2 separate regions of the Lactuca sativa genome follow, and region 1 is linked to region 2. Evidence: chromatin contacts called from public Hi-C data. All regions are on one chromosome and are shown on one strand. Each heading gives the region's core, a stretch centred on a gene start, on an enhancer-like site or on the middle of the called end of the contact. The rest is flanking DNA. Distances are from core to core; before and after follow the strand shown. Region 1 holds the start of LOC111879162 (filament-like plant protein 7). Region 2 holds the start of LOC111879175 (OVARIAN TUMOR DOMAIN-containing deubiquitinating enzyme 7).

The links. Hi-C and Micro-C count contacts between places; a contact is called where the count stands out from the background.
Region 1: a Hi-C map of leaf shows a contact between it and region 2, with 6 times the contacts expected there. The contact joins the promoter of LOC111879162 here to the promoter of LOC111879175 in region 2. A contact is called at or near these places in 2 of 4 Hi-C or Micro-C datasets (both in leaf).

The regions. Positions count from the first base shown.
Region 1 is chr4:361,964,603-361,970,885 of Lsat_Salinas_v11, forward strand. It overlaps LOC111879162 (filament-like plant protein 7), which reads left to right and starts at 3,031. Exons shown (of 6, transcript XM_023875632.3): 1 at 3,031-3,215; 2 at 3,930-4,067; 3 at 4,154-4,292; 4 at 4,378-5,944; 5 at 6,030-6,090. The coding sequence starts at 3,978.
Region 2 is chr4:361,784,459-361,791,396 of Lsat_Salinas_v11, forward strand. It overlaps LOC111879175 (OVARIAN TUMOR DOMAIN-containing deubiquitinating enzyme 7), which reads right to left and starts at 3,038. Exons shown (of 11, transcript XM_023875649.2): 1 at 2,829-3,038; 2 at 2,256-2,362; 3 at 2,061-2,136; 4 at 1,673-1,822; 5 at 1,527-1,588; 6 at 1,354-1,438; 7 at 1,135-1,266; 8 at 1-77. The coding sequence starts at 2,876.

The DNA of each region.
Region 1 (6,283 bases), core at 1,781-4,280, 180 kb after region 2:
CAGCCTCAAGGTTTTAAGGAGATTATATAGGGTGCAAACCCTAAAATTTAGGGTTTTCCTTTACAGCGCCTACTCGTCGAGTTGGGCCTTCCAACTCGTCGAGTAGGTCCTAAATCCCACGTCCAAAATCGATCTATGCTCGTCGAGTTGGGCTCCCCAACTCGTCGAGTCCAAGTACAAAACCCTAAAAACTTAGAAATTCAAATGATACTTGGAACGGGCATTACAAAACCCTAGCTATCACATCCCTTAAATAGAGCTTAAAACCCAAAAAAATTAGGGTTTGCATGTTGGCCGCTACCACTTCGTGGCATGGACCTTGCCACGTCGTAGCGTCTACAAGATGTGCGTTCCATTCTTAGCCAACACCACATCATGGTGCTCCCATCATTACGCCGTGGCCACCCCGAACTCTCCCATTTGAAGTCATTAACTGCCATAAATATAAAAGAAACATTTTCCTAGAACTGGTGTTATAATAAGAATGGTTAAGAATCAGTTATTTTAGTTAAAGTATCTTTTTTGATGATGAGAATAATTAAATTGGCATTCACATAAAACGTTCTTGAAGAATCATAATTCTCATAATAATCATTCATACTGTAATGTTGACACATTTTTTTAATAATCATGTAAAAAGTAACACAAATAAGAATTTCATAAAGCACACTATATTCTTTGAGAATATGGGCATTCTCACATAATATATGCAAATGCGGTTTTTAATAATGTTAAATGGTTGATAATGATAATGAGTAAGAATTAATAAGTAAGAAAAAGAATATATAAGTGACAATGATTTAATTTTTTATATCATGCACCTTTACCCACTAAGTGGAATAAGATATATGCAAAAGAAGTTTGGCTAGATGAGTATAAAATGAATGAATATATTAAAAAAATAACAATTTATAGGTTCTTACATTTTTAGAATTTAGGGTAATATTCTTAAACGAATAGGACATATTATATATATATATATATATATATATATATAGAGAGAGAGAGAGAGAGCGCATATGTAAAGGAGTTGATATTTCCTATAGACACTATGGTCTCTATTTTGATAAGTGAGTTTGATGTGTTGTCACAGGTTTGCAATACATGGAGTATTTTGTGTTGAAAGCTGCTGACTTGTAGCATGTATTAAATAACTCACTTAATGAGTCATCCGATGAAGATGGTATCCGAGTGTTCTTGTTGTATATGTTACACCTTGGACTTTGTTATAGATACACTAGTCCGTAAGTGCATAACAAATATGTTGCATTGCTCTCAAATTTGAACAATTCAACATGCATCAAGTAATTAACATTCAAATTATGATTTTATATTGTATTTTTTTTTTTATAAATTACCAATTTTTTGGCGACACTGATACCCTGAGGGGTGAATAATATGGGATTACATGTATAAACAGTTGTCTCATGTTTTTGATAAAATTAAGGAGCATTTGTACCCGAATCGCCCAAGAACTGGTCAGAAACCTTCGTATATCGTATATGGCTTTATATATGCCTTTAAGGTGGAAATATTGGATTATTTTGCAAATAAATCATAACTATGTTTGCTACCTTTTTGACATTTTGATTTTATAAATTTGGATCGGGGAGATGTTTTTGTATTTTTGAACACTCATACCCCCAGATGAGGTGTGATCCTTCGAAAAATTGCATGACTGAGGATTAGACGTTTAGGGTCGGTCGAATATGTGTGTGTCTGATGTTATTGTGGTATACATATTAGTTTACCATTTTCTATAACATGCTACAGGGGAATATGATATTATTAACTTTTATTTATTCTTTTGTGTAGAATATTACGATCGAGATCGTACAACCTATTGACCAGGGGTGTGGTGGTTTGTGGCGAACTAATAATTGGTCATGGATAAACACGACTGGTTTACCTTTGGGATGCGTTGCTTTTGAGTATGTTGTAAGCAATTTGTTTTGGTGGTGTAATATAAACAAGTTACAAATGAAGATATTCCTTAAATTTTATGAAGTTACATATTATTACAAACAATTTGTTCCGGCGTCACTATGTATACCTTGGTAATCTAGGACATAAAAAAGACATGAATCTGTTTAGCAACTCAAAAGTATAAGATATACAACAGAAATCTCAATACCATATTTTGTTGATTATGTTTTCATTCTAGAATGTACAGATGTCAAATTCTGAATATTCCACCGACCACCATCTATTCTAGAATGACATTTACTATTCTGAGTCCAATATTACGAAGTTGATAGGCATTTTCAAGGTTGTTAAAATCTCGATTTTGATTTTACGATCTTACGATTTTAAGATTCTACAAGTGAAAAACGATCCTGGTTACACTACGATCCCGATTTCACCTCTGTAGTTTTGTTATATAGTTGAGTATCAAAACTTTGTATGTTCAACTTGAAATCAAGTGTCACGAGTTGCAAGAAGTTTTCTAGAGCATCACATTTTATCAATTTCATCTCGAGTTAGACATAATCCTTTTATAATCTTACGTCTTACTTGTACATGATCAAAATGATCTTATTTCTAATTAAGATAATTTATTCTTAATGTTTACGGTTTGTAGCAACAAAAATTATAGATGATACTTAAGAAGTTAAAGTTGATAACATTATCTTGCGAGCAACATTTGAATATAAATTCATTTTGATAAGATCTTAGAATCATGATCTTGCAAAACATAAAATGATTTTAAGTAAGATATCGATTTTGACAATTTTTTTTGACATTTTGTATATTTGAAAAATATATTTTTATTAATAAAATATGCTTGGTTAGTTTGGTTAATTTGCTAGTAGATTCTAACCATAAATGAGTTAAGCAGCATACGCCATACGCGTAAAACCGATCTTCAATTCATCATCAGAAGTGGACGACCCGGCCCGACTTCGTCACGTCCTTGTCAGATGCACTCGATTCGCAATCTCTCTCACTATAAATAAAATAATAATATATAAATACTTTCTCTATAGATACATATATAAGTATATATATATACCTCTGTGTGTGTGAGAGTGTTATATATCGTACAGTACAGCTTGCAACGCTACATTTACTCTCTCTCTCTCTCTCTCTCTAGAAACTAGCTCCAGTTGTGGCTTCTTCTTCTCCATTATTCTCGTCTGCTCACCTTTTATTTTCTTCAGTTAATGCTCCCGTCGGTGTTCTGTTGACCGTCGGTGTCCTGCTGTTGACCGTCGGTAAGATCGCAACTCACATTTTTAGTTTGTTTGCAATGAGATCCACTGATGTGCATGCTCCTCTTTTGATTCGTTTCTTCATACTTTTTCTGAAGTTCAGATTTGAGTTTTAGTTTCATTTTTTTACTGAAAAAATTGATGATTAATGATTCATGAATGTCACAGAGAAAAAGCTTTGTCATAGTAGCTGTGATCATGAATGCCTTTGTTTGATCCCTTCTGCCTCCATCTTTATTATGATTTTACATTGTTAGTTTGATTTAATATATGTGTTTTGTTTCTGTTATTCTTTGTAGTATAGTGTTATTTTTCCTTTTTGGACATTATTTTTGACTGATTTCGTTGAAATTTGATATGTTAGCAACTCGTATTGACTAAATCCTGTAGACTAATTTTTCCCCTTTTTACCTGAATCGCGATTTTTACTATTTGGAAGAAATGAAAAATACTTTGTCGGTGAATCATATTAATTGTAATTTGTCTTATATGAGACTTTCACACAGTAAGTCGGAACAATTACCATGAAACGATCCTTTTTCCTCTTTCAATCCCTAAACCTAATTGGAATTTGTAAACGAGATGAATCATCTATTCATCATTGTTTTCCTCATATTATCAACAATTAGTCTAAGTTTAACGATTAATCAAGATTAAATAATAATGTGCAATTCATTAATCTCTAATAAGTTCACCTTTTTTCTGTTATTGTCACAGGTCCTATGTGACTTAAGTTACCAAACATTAAAAAGGTATTTTCAAGCAATGGAACACAAGTCATGGCTATGGAAGAAAAAGTCGATTGAGAAGACCATGTTTACACCTGATAAGGTCAACAGAGGGAATGAAGATGAGGTACAAGGGTTTGACTTTTTTGTTACAGATCTTTGACTAAATAAATCCATACATGTTTCTAACATCTCTCTTGTTTTTAGTTACAGGGAATTTTAGCTTATGAAGATGAACTTGAAAGAAACTTGAATACTTCAAATGAAAAGCTTTCAAATGCACTTGCTGAGATTAAAACCAAAGATGACATTGCAAAGAAACAAACAAACATCGCACGTGAAGCCATTCAAGGTCTTTTATAATATGTTTTTAAGATGAATTTATGGTTTTTTATGGTGTTCTTGTTTATATTGACCAAAGTTTGACTTTTATACAGGATGGGAGAAAGCAGAAGCAGAAGTTTTAGCATTAAAACAAGAGCTAGAAAAAGCTACACAACAAACAGCAGAAAGTGAGGAAAGATTATATGGTGTTGATGCAGCTTTAAAAGAGTGTATGCATCAGCTTCGATTCGTTCGTGAAGAACAAGAAAAAAGGATTCATGATGCTGTGATGAAAACATCACGAGAATACGAAAAATCAAGAATCATTCTAGAGGAAAAGTTATCAGAATCGAATAAAAAACTTTCGAAACTAATTTCCGAAAATACCCATTTGACTAAAGCTCTTTTATCAAAAGAAAAACTCATAGACGAACTACATTCATCAAAGAATCAACTGGATTCTGATCTGAGTTCACTCATGAGTCGACTCGAGTCGACTCAGAGAGACAACGCTTCTTTAAGCTATGAAGTCAGAGTCATGGAGAAAGAACTTGAAATCAGAAACGAAGAGAGAGATTTCAATCGAAGAACTGCTGACGTGGCACACAAACAACACTTAGCAAATGTGAAAAAGATTGCACAGCTGGAAACCGAAGCACAAAGACTCCGTGTTCTTGTTAGAAAACGTCTCCCAGGTCCCGCTTCTCTTGCAAAAATGAAGACCGAAGTAGAATTGCTTGGCAAAAAGTCAAACTTTGACCATGATTCAATCACTTCAATTAAACAAATCAACTTTTTAACCGAACAATTATGTTCTTTAGAAGAAGAAAACAAACTTCTTAAAGAATTCATCACCCAAAAAACAAATTTATCAGCCTCTTCTGACATTGATGAAAAGGGAAGCATGGCTGAATCGTGGGCCCCATCTTGCAAAACAGTAGGAGCTTCAGATATCGGATTAATGGATGATTTCATTGAAATGGAAAAGCTAGCAATAGTTTCAGTTGAAAATCAAGAAACCCAATTCGATAAAAAGTCAATTGAAAAACTTATTGAGATGATTGAAGGGATGAGATTATGTGATAAAGCTTCAGAAACATCAACAACAGAAGGATACACAGTTCGTGTTCTTCAATGGAAGACATGTGAGCTTAGTGGTGTTGTTGAATCGTTTGTAAAAACTTGTAATGGTTTGTTGAACAGGAACGTTGACTTTGAGAAATTTGTCAAAGAGTTGACTTTGACTTTGGAATGGATTGTGAACCATTGTTTTTCGCTTCAAGATGTGTCAAGTATGAGGCATGAAATGGATAAAAGATTTGATTGGGGGGATGAGAATCGTGGTGAGTTTGAAGAGGTTAAGAAATTGAAAGATGATTTGGATAATTTGGAACAGAAATTGGAATTGGAAGTTGGGAAGAGTGAGTTGTTGGTTATGAAGGTTAAGGAATCGGAAAAAGCGATTGAAAATTTGGAATTGGAATTGGAATCTTTGAAGGTGTCAAAGGAATTGGATATGAAGGTGAAAGAAGATCTTGATGAACAGTTGATTGAGGCGATTGGTGAGTATAATGAGATTTTTGAAAAATCTATGTCTGTTGAAGGGCAAGAAAGTAATAACACTAGCTGTAATCAAGAACTGGAATCCGAAAATCTTGATCAACATTTCATGCCTGAAAGGTAATTTTTTTTCATTGTTTATCAAATATAATTTACTTTTGTTTTCCGATTTTACATAACAACATTTTTAAATGACTAATTTCAGTGTGATAGAACGGGATATACAAACAATTGAGTTGAATGAAGATGAAAAGAGACTTCAAAGTGTAAGTTGAAGCTAGCTGTTAAATAAAAAGTTTGCTAATAGCTGATAAAAAATGACGTTTGGTAAAACTAGTTGAAATATATAAAATGACACAAAAGGGCATTTAAAAGAATGTGTTTCTATAATTAATTAAGAGGTATATTTGGAAAATTTAAAAAAAAAAACTCCTAAAAAGCTAGTCTAAGTAGCTTTTT
Region 2 (6,938 bases), core at 1,788-4,287:
ATGTTTTCTTCAGTCTCTTGATCTGCTATCATAATCTCTATTGCAGCATCCACATCTCCATTTACTTGTACCAATACCTAAAAGATACAATCAAATAATAATTTACAAATTTGGTCCCTGTGCTTTACTGAAAATCACAAGTTTGCTCCAATTTTCAAAATTTACCCCAATGTTGTCCTTAAGTTTGCATTTTATGGGGGGGTTAGTCAATGAGCTAACTCAAAATCACAAGTTTGCTTCACTTTAAGACTTCCATTTCAATGTTGGAAGGGACTAAATCCGTAATGAATTTCAAACATTGGGCCAAACTTGTGATTTTGAGTAAAGAACAAGGACTAAATTTGTAGTTTACTCAAAAATATCTTAAGATAAAATTATTTACTATATCTAATTACAAACTAGACATGCATAGATACTTTCAAGCTTCATACTTTGGCCACAATAAGTTTTGTATTTCATATTGCGGCCACAACACTTTTCTATATTGGCAGGTTTGGTCCCTAGACTTTTTGGGTTTCAGACTTTTGCCACGAGACTTTTGTATATTTTCAAGTTTGGTCTCTACATTTTCGTATATTGGCAGGTTTGATCCCTAGACTTTTTGGGTTTCAGACTTTGGCCACAAGACTTTTGTATATTGGCAAGTTTGTCCCCTAATTTTCATATATTGGCAGGTTTGATCGCTAGAAATTTTGGGTTTCAGACTTTGGTCCCTACATTTTCGTATATTGGCAGGTTTGATCCCTAGACTTTTTGGGTTTCAGACTTTGGCCACAAGACTTTTGTATATTGGCAAGTTTGTCCCCTAATTTTCATATATTGGCAGGTTTGATCGCTAGAAATTTTGGGTTTCAGACTTTGGTCCCTACATTTTCGTATATTGGCAGGTTTGATCCCTAGACTTTTTGGGTTTCAGACTTTGGTCACAAAACTTTCGTATATTTTCAAGTTTGGTCCCTACATTTTCATATATTGGCAGGTTTGATCCCTAGACTTTTTGGGTTTCAGACTTTGGCAACAAGACTTTTGTTTATTGGCAAGTTTGGTCCCTAGACTTTTCTTTTTATGCAAGTTTGGTCCTCCACAAAGCAGGGGTTAGTATCACCCTAGTTAGAACTAATTTATAATTTATACCTGTTGAATTTTGTCCTCATTATCACATCCACTTCCAACTTTGACAGTTTTAATGGACTCAGCCTGGATGATAGTTTTAGGAGCAGCATTTGGTTGATGGGAGTGAGACTTCACTGAAAGATCAGCATCGGCCTTTTAAAATAAGTAAAAGTTATTACTTTTATATAAAAAAATTGATATAATTGTAAACAGTTATGATGAAAACAACAAAAAAAAAACCTTAATTATGATTGGCCTTGATGGCCCATTGCATGTGTCTTCTTTTAATCTCACACTATTGTAATGCTCCAAATCATGATAAGACCTGAAAAATCAATTTAAAACATCTTATGATAATACTTCAAGAAAATTAGATACACTAAATTATCTAGAAATACTAAATTGGAACTTACAAATGGATCATTTGGGCATTTTCGTCATCAAAATTCTTTATATACCAACGAGGTGAAGATATCTGTAAAATAAGATCATGAGAGGTAAATTATCTAGAAAAGATTATTAATTTTGAGAATATGTAGGTTGCTATAAAAGGACATACTCTGTGTATGCATATATTACTGTGAGTAACAAGAGAAGCAGCTTGTAACTCCATATTTCCAGCCCAAGTGCCATCTTTTTCCATGGATTGACAGTATTCATCAAATGGCACTTCATCTTCAATAAAAGGCTCAAAGTTTTCACGGTTTTTCTGTAAAAAAAATTGCTCAATTGTTGGTTTTCTTGAATATTTAATGTATTTATCAAGAACATTTAGAAAATGGACATATCAAAATGATAAATTTTAGGGCACATTGCGTATTTTTGCCTAAATTTGTCAGACTTGGGTGGCTTTCATTCACGAAACTGACATATATGACTAAAATATAGTGGCTTTTATGTATTTTTGCCTAAATTTGAAGACATGAAAATAAAAATTTTAATGATACCATGATATAGTGAACAACCATTTTCCGATAGTTCTCATGCTTGTCTTCATCTCCCTCCAACTGATCTGCCAAGGCTCTGTGATAAGAATTTGATGAGAATTATGATGTTTCAATTGATAGAAGTTGAATATATATGTTTCTAATCAGTAAATCATCTGTATTGATTGAATGAATTTTTTGTACTTGAGCACAAACCTGAAGAAGCAATTCCCATCTGCAGTTACTTCTATAATTTTTAAACCTAATACATCAAGCTGAGCTCGAAATTCTGAAATGTCAGATTGCTTGCTGTTCTTTTTAGTCTGTCAAGTGTCAATCCAACAGTGCAAAAGATGATTTAATCAGTAGTTCATAAGAAAAAGTTTCACTAAGAACAAGAGCATCCAATGTTATCAGTTGCACACATCAGTTCCTAAACTACATTTATGTTTTGATCCTACATGAAAGTAATCAAACACCTGACAATCGAAAACTATCACTATGTTACCAGTTATTACTCATCTAGATGCTTATCAAGTCCACGAAGAGGTTAACAAGTGGATTTAACAACAAAACAGAAGGTATAACGGTTGATTTCGAGTACCAAAAGTCAAAATTCAATTTGGAACTTCAGATAATACAAATTGTCAAACAAAATTGCTGCAATCGTACCAAACAAAGTAGTATTTGAACAAAATCAAAAGCCCTAGAGTAAATCAGATCGTGCAAAAACAGAGAACTTCACGGAAACTTTATCCAAATATAAGCATAGGCAACTGAGAAACTTACATTGGGGTGCTTATTTGGTTTAGATTTCTTTATCTTTGTTTTGACCATTATTTCACGAGGTTGTTCCTCCTGATGCAAATGTTTCCGAGTTAGTGAATCAGAACGTTTCCGATTGAAGAATCGATTAGGCTGCTGGGGAGGAAGACGGTGTTTGTGCTCCCACTCTCGTCTCAGGGCTGCTCTCGTGATCAGAGTTCAGAGATCGGTGCGACTTTTTGGGCCATAACACACTTCAAGTAGCCCATAACTGCTCTGGTCTCCATCGAAAAATTTCACCCGGCCCAATTGAAACAGGTTGGGTCATCTAAGTTTGGCATGAAATTTCTCGACACGATCCATGACACGACACGAAATAAACGGGTTTGGGTTGAGTTTTTCAACCCGCCAACCCATTTATTAAACAGTTAATATATGGGTTTCTCAAAAAATATATGGATTGACCCGCCAACCCGTTTAGAATTTTAATGAAAAAATTATATATTTTTTAAATGTACTCAGGCTTAAGTATTATACAGTTTATACGTTTGTCATTCTCCAACCCGTCTAGGATAGGATGTCATTCTCCATTTGACATATGCAACACGTTTGTCGTTTAGTGTTTGACCTAAATATTCTTATTTGACCTGATGTCTCTGTGAATGTTTTTAATTTTCATTTAGATGTTTAAGACTTAAGTAGTTAAGTGGTTAAAATTTAGATATGTTTGCATTAATAATTTATTCATGTTTAATTATCAATTTTATGTATGGAATTGAACCCATGAACCCAAATATGACCCACGAACCCGTCAATGTGTGAACCCGTATAAATAAATGGGTTGACGGGACATATATGGGTTTATGTTCCAAACCTGCCAACTCGTTGTAACATCCTAAAATTTCAACAGACTTTAAACTTTTTAAAACAACCCATTTATTAAAAAAAAAAAAAAAAAAAAAAAAAAAAAAAAAGTGTTTACAAAACATTGTCTCCAAAACATGATTTAAAATCAAAGTCTCCCAAGATCCAAACCGCTGTAAAACCAATGATGTGTGTGGTCACGCCTTCGCCTTACCACGAATCATCTGAAAAACCTGAAACCATAAATAAAATTGTAAGCACAAAACTTAATGAGTTCCCCCAAAAATACCAACACCCAAACAAATAGCATATAAACAATAACAGCATGTATTGGGTCCACAACTAAAAAACTGGATTACCCATGAGCCTACAATATGAGTCTGGCTTGCCTAACGGGCCCCACAGCTCATGTCTGGCCTGCTCTTGAGCCCACAACATAAGTCTGGCTTGCCCCTGGGGGGGGCCACAGCTTATGTTTGGCATACTCCCAACCCAATCAGTCATCGGACTGGAATACCAATGTTCAGCCCTCAGTATGAGTCTGGTATACCAACCGGGTCCTTAGCTCCTATCTGGAATGCTAATGAACCCTCAGTATGAGTCTGGCATGCCCTACCCGGCCCTCGGCTCATATATGGGTTGCTCCAATACATTCAAGCCCTCAGTAAGAGTCTGGCATACCATCCAGGCCTCAACTTGTATTCAGAATACACCTGAGCCCTCAGTATGAGTCTGGAAGACCCTACCCGGTCCTTAACTCATATCTGGAATGCTCCAGAGTTTGTTGGCTACAACACAAAGCAGTATAACCTCAACCCAACACAATATGTCGACAGCTAACAACCATATACATGTAATCATTCAGACAGGATCACATATAGTCCGACTGATCTACCAGACTAGCATATCAAGATTAGCATGCATATCTACTCCATACTCAACATATCAACAATATCAGGTTATCCAACCAATGGGTCAGCCTTGGTGCCTTCGACCCAAAAATACAGTGAAGAAAATTCACCTTGTAGCTCGCACTGCCAAATCATATAGCCGATCCCTGGCTGTTGCTGACGGATCTTCGAACCACCAATATCAAGACAACACCCCATCGCGGTTGATCCCCTGAATAATCTCTGACTACAGACCCGCTAAGATCCAGCGCTATCAATTACCACAATGACAACCCATCAACATCTAGCCCCTGACTCACACTATGAGTCCAAATTAGGGTAAAAGACATTTTTACCCTTCCTAAAGCTTGGCCCAAACTAGATGACCAAAGGCCCAAAATCCAAAATAAACATCTATGGCCAAAATATGACCCAATCTAATTCCTTTCATGGACCTTTGCCCAAGAACGCCCAACAAGTCATAACAACACAACAATAAAAATCCAGATGGCCCAACACAACCAAGCCCAAACCGAAGCCTAAAACGCAAAGAGGCCCAAGTCTGCTGAGTACGCGACACATACTCAACCTGTACGCTCAACATACAACATGGGAGGCTTGTACGTGCAGCGTACATACTTGTATGCCCAACGTACTCAACAACCCAACGTCAACTTTCCAATTAAGCACTTAATCAATTAAAAATTGGATCCAAACTCATATCTAACTTCCCCAAAGTGGTTTTTGACATAAAGTTGTCAACTTTATGTGTATGCATGGCTAAATGGGACTTTAGAGCTCAAAAGTGCTTAATACTTGAATTAATACATGCATGGAACCAAAACCACCATAAAGTTTGCACCTTTATGCCCAAAGAACCCATGATACATCCAGATTTACAATTTCAAGCCTCGAAAACGACTTTAACTCCAAATTATCAACCAAAAGGGGTCAAAATGACCAAAATGTTGTTGGATTTTGAGCATTCTAACACTCCTATGGTGTACATGCAACCCTAGAAACCTTGGATCTTTGTTTTCTCTAAAATACATGCAAATTTGATTTCCAAGGTTTACAACCTAACTAGCATGTAATGGGGTGCTTGTAATACAAAACTTTAAGTAGAATAACATACCTTTCTTTTGTAGTTGATTGCTTGGAGTTTTAGAGCCTAGCACCAATAGTGTGGATGTCTCAAGTGGTGTCACAAATCACCCAAAACAAACTGGAAATACTTGAGAGAATATGATGCTCACTAAAATCGGCCCACCCTTGTTTCTCACACACACTAGTGCCAATTCTAGAACCAAGGACCTCTTTATATACTATGGAGGATTAGGGTTAAACCCTAATACCCATGACTCTTCATTTACCTAGGATCCATGGGTTAAAAGCTCCATGGACTATCCATGGACTTCCATATACTCTTACCCATCATATACAAATCTTAGCCCAATCCATATATATTTAAGAGTCCATATTTAATTAGCCTCTTTTGATCACCAAATTAGTTCCAAAATCAATTCTTGATCAACACTAATTAAATAATATGATTTCATATTAATATATTAATAGATCATAAACATCTTATTCTCAAAAGTATATCCATACACATTGTTAGGTGAAGTGCAACCCAAATGGACCATGCTGGGTCAGGTCAAGTTCATACCAAATATAGTTACGGACTTAGACACCTTATCCAACAGTCTCCCACTTGGATAAGTCTGATAACTATTGTTGCAAGTATAACTTCAGGAACCAACCAACAATCGTAGCTCTTTAAAACTCTGATGAACTATGAAGCGCCATTTTAGATAAGTGATCATATAATCCTCTGTTCTCAATATATCAGTCGAACAAATACATGGAACAATGTCATACTTATTGTCCACCAGTTGTTTCTCGATCTCTGATTTGTTTGACATGGAACTAAATTGAACACGTCAATTGGGTTCTGACCGGTCCCGACACATAAGTCAAAACCAAATCATCGAGGAGCCCAGATATCGCTTCTATTGCTAGAAGGAACAGGTAAACTTTGTCTCATGTGCTTGTACTAACAACTTGTTGAGTTATGCACAAAAGCATGTTTTATGACATCAAGTTACTGATGCGTTTTCGTACAATCAATGGATAACCAACTCATAGTCAACAACTCACATCTCTAGGTTTGAAGATATATATGATATTACCGTCTCACAATCACTCGAGATAAATTCCATGAAGTAATACAAGTGAGCGTGGGTTTAATCCAATACCAAGACCTTATGAGCACTCATGAATGTTGTAGCAACCATTGCAATGTCTAATGCACCTTAGACAAATCTTACACGCCAAATTCATGACAGTCTTAGTTCAATACCTACTTCCAACGTATGAC